2 separate regions of the Mus musculus genome follow, and region 2 is linked to region 1. The links are chromatin contacts, called in public HiCAR-type maps. All regions are on one chromosome and are shown on one strand. Each heading gives the region's core, a stretch centred on a gene start, on an enhancer-like site or on the middle of the called end of the contact. The rest is flanking DNA. Distances are from core to core; before and after follow the strand shown. Region 1 holds the start of Fras1 (Fraser extracellular matrix complex subunit 1). Region 2 overlaps Fras1 (Fraser extracellular matrix complex subunit 1).

Region 1 (3,639 bases), core at 833-3,332:
GTGGACTTCCAAGGCCAGGCTGCTTGCTATGAGAAAAAAATGGTAAGGAAGAGAGGTGCCACTGGTCTGAAGACTGGAAGCCCACCTGAGATTTTACCCTCCTGAATCTCCAGTTGCCCCCTTTCAGCACCTATGATGCAGGAAAAGCGACACGTGCACGCCACTGCCTATATGATTTGCGACTGGGCAGGTGAACTCTTCCTGCAGCTGGATGAATAATGAATGGAGCCGGGAGTGGAAGCAGAAAGTCCAGAGCCCAGCCGTGGATGAAGTTGTCTCTCTCCCAGCCTGCCACCTTCCCCCTCTGCAAATGCTAACCCAGCCACTGTCCCCGCGGCTCTGAGCAGGTGGGAGCTCTCAGCGCGCCTAGGGGCGCGGGGGGGGGGGCGGGGCGGGGGGAAGCAGCACCAGACTCAACATGTCACACACACACACACACCCCTCATCAGATTTACTGATGTATTATCTGAGCTGAGATTACGAAAGCTATCCTGATGACAACACTCAAGTCTCCTTTCTCTCCCCAAGCTCTTGAAGAAGTGGACTGGAACACCCCCCCCCCCCCCGCGCGCGCGCGCAATGAAAACCTAGGGAGAAGAGAAGTGCATACATGCTCTTTGACCACTTTTTGTTCCTTGAGAAGCAGGCAGCCTCGTGCTCTCGCTCCCGAGTAAAATTTATTTCATTACAACTGAAATCTCAACATCCAGAATACTACTTATAAAATCTTAAGTGGTCTTTAAGGGGAGGGGGGGCGAGTTACTGGGGCGAGGAAAGCAAAATAGAACAGTGGAGCTTGGGTGAGGATTTTATTCCACAAAAGTGAGAGCAACTGCTCGCTTCTCACCTAGGTTCCGAGTAGTTGCTTTTCCTTGAGGAGTAGGGTAGAAGTGGAAGGAAGATTCATCCGGGTTCAGAAATATCACCTCAAAAGGCCACCCACCCGCAAAAAGCAAAGAGGAGGCCGTGGCCGGGCTGAGGTTTGACCGCAAGAGAAACCAGGAGTGGGGATTTCAGCTGAAAAGGAAATCCACTCCGTGTCCACCTATCGCCTCAAATCAAAACTTCCACCCAACAACCCACAGCACTAAACCCGGCTGAGTGTCTTAAACTGCACAGTCGAACTCACACGGGGTTCCGCTCTTTTTTACCTTCACAATTAGGCAATACTGCAAATTCCGCCAGCGCTAGGGCCACCCCGAGCCACGCTTTGAGGACACCCATCGCCGCCGCGGCACTCTCGCAGGAAGATCCCAGCCTTCAGCATCCAAGAACCTGCTCTCTGCCAAACCTCAGGCTGTGGCGCCGGCGCCGGGAACCGGGACGCACAGACACTGGGGAAGCGCTGGCTGCTGGGCCGGGAGCCGAGGTTGGCCGGGTGGACCGCAGAAGGATGCGGCCGACAGTAACACTCAGTCAGCCCCGAGGCTCACTGGGTTCTCCAGCAGAGCGGCCACCAACGTGAGCCGAGGCTGCGAGGAGGAGGCAAAGCTCAGATCGCCGCCAAGACTAGCAGGAAAGTTGCAGGTCAGCGGCTGCTGGGATTCCGCAGCATTGCCTCGGGCTAGACCAGTTCCTCCGGAGGTCCCCAACTGGCGAGCTGCAGGAGCAGGTTCCTCCTCGGCAGCTTTTCAAAGTTCTCTCGGCACGCCCCCGTCTGTCCGTGTAGCATCGGCCGAGGCGGGTCCCCGCGAACACGCCGGGCCGGGCTACAGCAGCGCTCGGGGAGCTGGGCGGTGCAGGGCCGCTGGTTGCAAACTTTGTGCGGCCCTGCAGGAGCTCCGGGACTCGGGGGCGCTGCAGCCGCACCGCACCACGCCGCCCGGCTGCTGCAGGCGCTTCCAGAGCTCCGCGCGGAAGGCGGCGCGGGGGGCGCTGCTGCCACTTTCTCGCGCCCGCCCCTCGCCGAGAGGAGGAGGGCAGAGGGGCGCGGCTTGCTCCACACCGACGCCCACCTCCCCGCACCGTGCACCCCGAGCTGCGCTGCAGGGCGGAGGTGCGATTACCCAAGTGGAGGTGGAGCCATAATTGTAGATGCAAGGAGGAAAGAGAGAGGCTGGAAAAGACCCCTCCGAACTCAATGCTCCCCAGATGAGGGGCCTGGAAACGCACAGGATAAGTCCCCGAGTGGATCCTCGCATTTAAAGCACGCACGCTCCGCCTTCCTCAGCCTCTCTCGCCTCCTTCCTCTCTCCTTTGCTGGGTGTGAAAATGGACTCAGAGACTACGAGCTTTGGCAAAGATTCCAGAGAGTCACGTGGGGAAGGGGAGCCGCGGTGAGGGGGTGGGGGAAGGCGAGAGAGCAACCTGATCCCCTTATTCATCCTGCAGGAGTTGCATTGGCTTTGTCTGAGGCGGGATCAAAAGTGGTCACACCGAGGGCGGGTGGAAACAGGAGGTTAGGTCTCCATTCAGACACTGTTGAGGGTACCACAGGAGAGGCTAGTTGGGGACAGGGTGCTCACACCCAAGTCCTAACTGCTACTTCTCCACCTCTCGTCATGCCCACTGCTGCTGAACACAGAGCCTGAAGCAGAGCTGACTGGCCATCTTCGCATTTTGGACCCTCAGGGGTTTTCCCTGCAACCTAGCAGTCTTGGGGCACGTGTGTTCTAGGTTGAGATTCCCACGGTGAGTGCACCTTTACAGCTTCCTAAAAGATGAAAACACCACACAGTCTGGGTGAGTCCAGCTGCGCCTCCAAATGTCAAAGACTGGGAAGCCAATGTCAGGGCAAAAGCATCCTGGTGTGCACACTGGAGGTAGTTGAGGGATAGGGTGGGGTCTGGTTTCCAGCCAGTACTGAGTGATAGCTATTTTTAGAGGACTAAATAAAAATAGCTGGTCCAGGTTTGATCATTTTGTAACTGGGGATGGTTACACGGGAGAGATACAGACTGGGTTTCGAAGGCCAGACAGAAAAGATTCTCTGTCTTGGCAGAGCTGTGACAGCTAGACTGTCCAGAAAGGAGTTTGAAGTGGCAGTGAACACCGAGCTATTCAGGGTGGTGGGCAGGGATCTTAGTAGACTCCAATATTGCTGACGATCATAGGGAAGGCCCATGTTCTAAAGCATGCCAGTAGTACTTGAATTCCTTGCTTTTTAGAATAAGAGGATGAAATGAAACTGAAGGGTCCCTGTAACTATCACCACTTAGGCACCGAAACATTTGATTAACCTGGGTGTGGCTGTTGAGTATTCAAAGGACTTAGGAATCGCCCAGCAATTCCTCGATGCCTCCCAGAGCCGTTGTGGGGACAGAGCGGTTTTATCTCTGTATTTGAAGCACATATGGGGACTCTGTAAACATTAGTTGAAAGAATGAACTGAATCAAGCCAGTAATCATCACCGCCAGAGTTCAGCCACAGCTTGGATGGAACCTGAGTCCTCCCTCCTCCCACTTCCCCCTCTTCCTCTAGAAACTATTTTCTCAGACCAATGGAAAGTACTGTCCAAATTCAGGTGGATACACCCTAACAATTCCTAACCCCTCCTAAACACTTTTTCTGTAGCCACCACTGACTAGGAGTAACTTAAGACAGCTGGTTTCCCTAGAATAAACTATTTGACTTCATTTTTAAGAAAGCATAGAACTGTGGCACCCAAAGGGGTCTCAAACCATCTTTTGGACTTGCTA
Region 2 (3,832 bases), core at 270-2,769, 120 kb before region 1:
TGCAGTGCTAGGAATGATTACTTATATGTGTAGTTAATAGCCCACAAATTACAATGTACTTCTCTCAAGCCATAGGTCTTAAACACAGTCCCACCTTTCCTTGAAACTTCTACACCATTAGAACATTCTTTGAGCCCAAGCAATGTGATGGAAGCAAGTCTATACTTTAGAGCCTTGTTCACATGGAAAACCTGCTACAATAACCATGGATTGCTTCTGTAGCAAGTTATAATGCAGAAAAGTACAATATAAGCCTATAATTTCCTTAAAGATAGCTCTACAAGTAAAAATCATTATTGATGTGGGTGTGTCTTCACTATAGAAGGCACCAACTGGGAAAACTGGCTGCAGTTACCTTGGGCATTCAGACACTGTGCACAGAACACGGACAGTAAGAGAGCATCAGTCTGGAAGGAGTCATAAGTAAGGCCTGATCTTAATTTAGAGCAGTGGTTCTCACCATTTCCAACACTGTGACCCTTTACATACATAGGCACATACAGATCCTATGGTGGTGACCCCAAGCCATAAAGTTATTTGCATTGCTACTTCATAACTGTCATTTTGCTACTGTCATGAATCATAATATAAATGTCTGTGCTTTCTGGTGGTCTTGGGAAGCCCCTGTGAAAGGGTCAGTTAACATTCAAAAGAGTTGCAACCCACGGATTGAGAACCTCTGACGTAGTATCTCAGAGACCTGAATTCTCCAACTGCTCACTAATAACTTTGCTAATCACTTTAGCTCATTAACCTAGAGTAAAATAAAATAGTGTTATTTGCTTCATGGATTGTTGAAAGGATTATAAACACTGACAGAAGCAAGGATCTACTATAACTTTACCTTCCTCCTCCCCTTGAAAGACATAAAACACTTTACACCAGTATTTCTTCTACATTGTTTTTTGAAATATGCAAATGGAACTACAGCACATTTTCCAGATTTAAATGAAAAAAAAATCAAGACTTTATTCTTATTCTACAGCTTTCTTCTCATTTTGGCTATAAATATTCCCTGCATACCTCACTTTATCTGAGATTGGAGTTTAAAAGTAAACTGGGGTTCTAACTGCCCTCGGGTTTAAGAGTATTGTGATCAAGTCTGATTTCGGCTGCATTCTCATTTGCCCTGGATTTAGTCTCCAAAGAACCAACAAAAGAAAAGAAATGAAGATAATTGAGAGAACTTGTGACATTCCATTCCATTTTCAGTTGAGCAAAGGCTGGATGACAAGGCTTGCTGGGACAGCTAAAAGAACAATCCTCATATTTCTCAATGAATGCTTAACACATCTGCATGCAACACACTTTGGAGTCCTTTAATGAAAACTGCATATTTGGTACCACCTTTTAAACTGGCCTTATTCCACCTGCCACAGATTTCTTTATAGCAACCTTTCTGCTCATAAATTGGAGCCACATGTGGGTATAGTTCAGGATAAAGGTGCTCTATTGTGACTGTCCAAACGTTTCCAGACCATCACTGTCAATATTCACTGATCCACTAGCAAGCTAGTGTGGTAAGGAGACACATGTGACCAAGGTCCAAACATCAAAGTTCAAAAGCCCAATTCAAGAACACCCTGGTTCTGTTCTCTCAACTGTCAACATTATAACACGTGACTTATGAGCTTTATCTACCAGAACAGTACTGACATTTTACAGTGAATAACTTTGTGATGGGGGCTATTCTGTACATTATTGTGCATTTGGCAGTGGGGCAGCATCCATACCTTACCCATTAGGTGATTCTAGTAGCACCTCTATTATTATGATGAAAAATGTTTCCAGACATTGCCAAGATTCTCAGTAGCAGGGGAGGGCAGTTGGAAAGGGCAAAGTCCCTATTTAAGCCCCACTCATGTAAAGTAACATCAGCCCTCGTAAAGGTGAGAGCATGGAGTGCTCTTCCCCAAATGTGGTTATTTCTTTCTTTCTTCCTTTTCTCTCCCAACTCAAACCTGGCCCTCTGTAAGAAGCCTCCAACCTCAATGCTGTCCTACTTTTGATGCCCCCTCTGTTTCTCACCAGCCACACCTTAAATACTGGCTTTGTAGTCAATGAAAATGAATACACCCTGGTTTATGAAGTTTGTATGATTTGGTTCTTAATTTTTAGAAATTTTCAAATGCAACTGATCAGCTCTTAACTGTAGAATTCATGTGTAATATATACAAAGAACGATATCTGTAAATGTTATAATATTGTTAGAATTTATTCAACAACAGGCCTTGGAAGGCCCATTCTTCAGCTCTCTAGTGGTAGCACTAGAATGGAGATCTTAACTCAGAGGGATTTTTTTTATTTAATTTTTTTACTTATTCACTTTACATATCGCTCACTGTCCCCCTCCCAGTCACCCCCTCCCACAATCCTTCCTCCATCCCTTTTCCCTTCTCCTCTGAGTGGTTGGGGGTCCCTCTGGGTAACCCCTCACTCCGGCACTTCAAGTCTCAGAGAGAGGCTTATCCAAAGCCAATCAACAGTCCCCATCCATGAAACAAAAAGGTTGATCTAATGTGTGGCGTTCCCCCTAAAAACTTTGTGGTTCCAATTTCATGCTTTGAGGATTGATAATTAATAAACTAATACTAGTATTTTTAGTATTTTCCTGATAAACATTTCATTAAAGCAACATTCTTAGATGTCTAATTTGCGTCATCAGATTGGATAAAACACGGTTGCAGTCACCCATGCGGACGTTAGATGCACAGGTAAATAATAAATGATGATATATGTGCTCTGTACACATGTAGTAAGAGAAAGTTGGAGTCAGGAAAAGAGGAAGACAAGATCAAATCATTGCTGAGAACTCATTACGTTTCAGAGAAGGGGGTGGATGGTAGCAGAACAGTTGGGAATAACGAGAGAGAGACAGAGACAGAGAGACGGGAGAGGGAGAGACAGAGACAGAGAGACGGGAGAGGGAGAGACAGAGACAGAGACAGAGACAGAGACAGAGACAGAGACAGAGACAGAGGGAGAGGGAGAGGGAGAGGGAGAGGGAGAGGGAGAGGGAGAGGGAGAGGGAGAGGGAGAGGGAGAGGGAGAGAAAGAGAAAGGGGATTTTCACTTTCTCTTCCAGACCTGCAGCAAATCAGAAATAACATAAATTCAGGGCAGGCTGGAGACTTCAAGTTACAATGTTCTCATCACTTTCTCCAGATGAGGAGCCATCTCCGTTTGAAGTATGGCTCCTCTGAGCGACATGAGATACAACTGTGGAGGTAAATACACTGAATAATTAGAAATGGCAATTTGCTGGAAAGAGTTTCATCAAACTGGCGCTTCCCTAACTTCTTTGATGGCCACTTGTGTGAATTACAAAATGTGATTCATGGAGCTCAGAAACCATGAGTGTGTTACTTTCTTGTACAGAAGGATCACATCAGTATTGCTGCCGCCCTTTTACTAGCGACAGAATAACACCGGAGAGACCTTGAAAGATGGGCCTCAAGTATGTGTTAGAGGTTGCTCTCTATTTCCTTTCAGTTGAAGTATATCCTTTCTCTACTTCAACCTGCCCAGAATTCATAATCATCGGGCCTGCTTTGGGAGAATGTGACAGCAGGTATAGCCAACAGAGGTGTGGCCTTACCCATCAGTGGCTCCATATACTGCAAGCGTTGTAACACCAAGCACACACTCATGCCTTCCAGGAGTCTGTGGGGAACTATTTGTGGCTGAACACTTGCTGTGTTCAGGAAACAGTTCTTTTCCTTTTGAGTTAAGTTCATTTCTATATGCAGAACTAACAACCCGAGGTTCTGACAGGAGCTAGAACCTGTTGACAGTCCTGTTTCGCTGCTCTAGTGAAACCCAAATTATTGTA

The links. HiCAR-type assays count read pairs that join an accessible place to other places.
Region 2: a contact with region 1 is called in a HiCAR-type map of kidney, with 4 times the contacts expected there. The contact joins the enhancer-like site here to the promoter of Fras1 in region 1. A contact is called at or near these places in 4 of 39 promoter capture datasets (the 3T3-L1 cell line, hippocampal neurons and liver), 8 of 484 Hi-C or Micro-C datasets (cortical neurons, liver, myocytes and 1 more), 2 of 115 datasets of contacts at active chromatin or transcription factors (embryonic stem cells and kidney) and 1 of 9 other capture datasets (pancreatic islet).

Annotation. Positions count from the first base shown.
Region 1 is chr5:96,372,398-96,376,036 of GRCm38.p6, reverse strand. It overlaps Fras1 (Fraser extracellular matrix complex subunit 1), which reads right to left and starts at 2,082. Exons shown (of 74, transcript NM_175473.3): 1 at 1,152-2,082. The coding sequence starts at 1,224.
Region 2 is chr5:96,495,993-96,499,824 of GRCm38.p6, reverse strand. The region is part of intron 2 of Fras1 (Fraser extracellular matrix complex subunit 1); the gene reads right to left. Among named protein-coding and RNA genes, the nearest start is that of Gm33050, 38 kb to the right of the region's middle. Within about 2 kb of position 1,519, at least 3 of the 459 cell types and tissues checked have an H3K27ac peak or open chromatin away from gene starts, as enhancers often do. A contact at or near this core is called in kidney and liver, where this site is marked.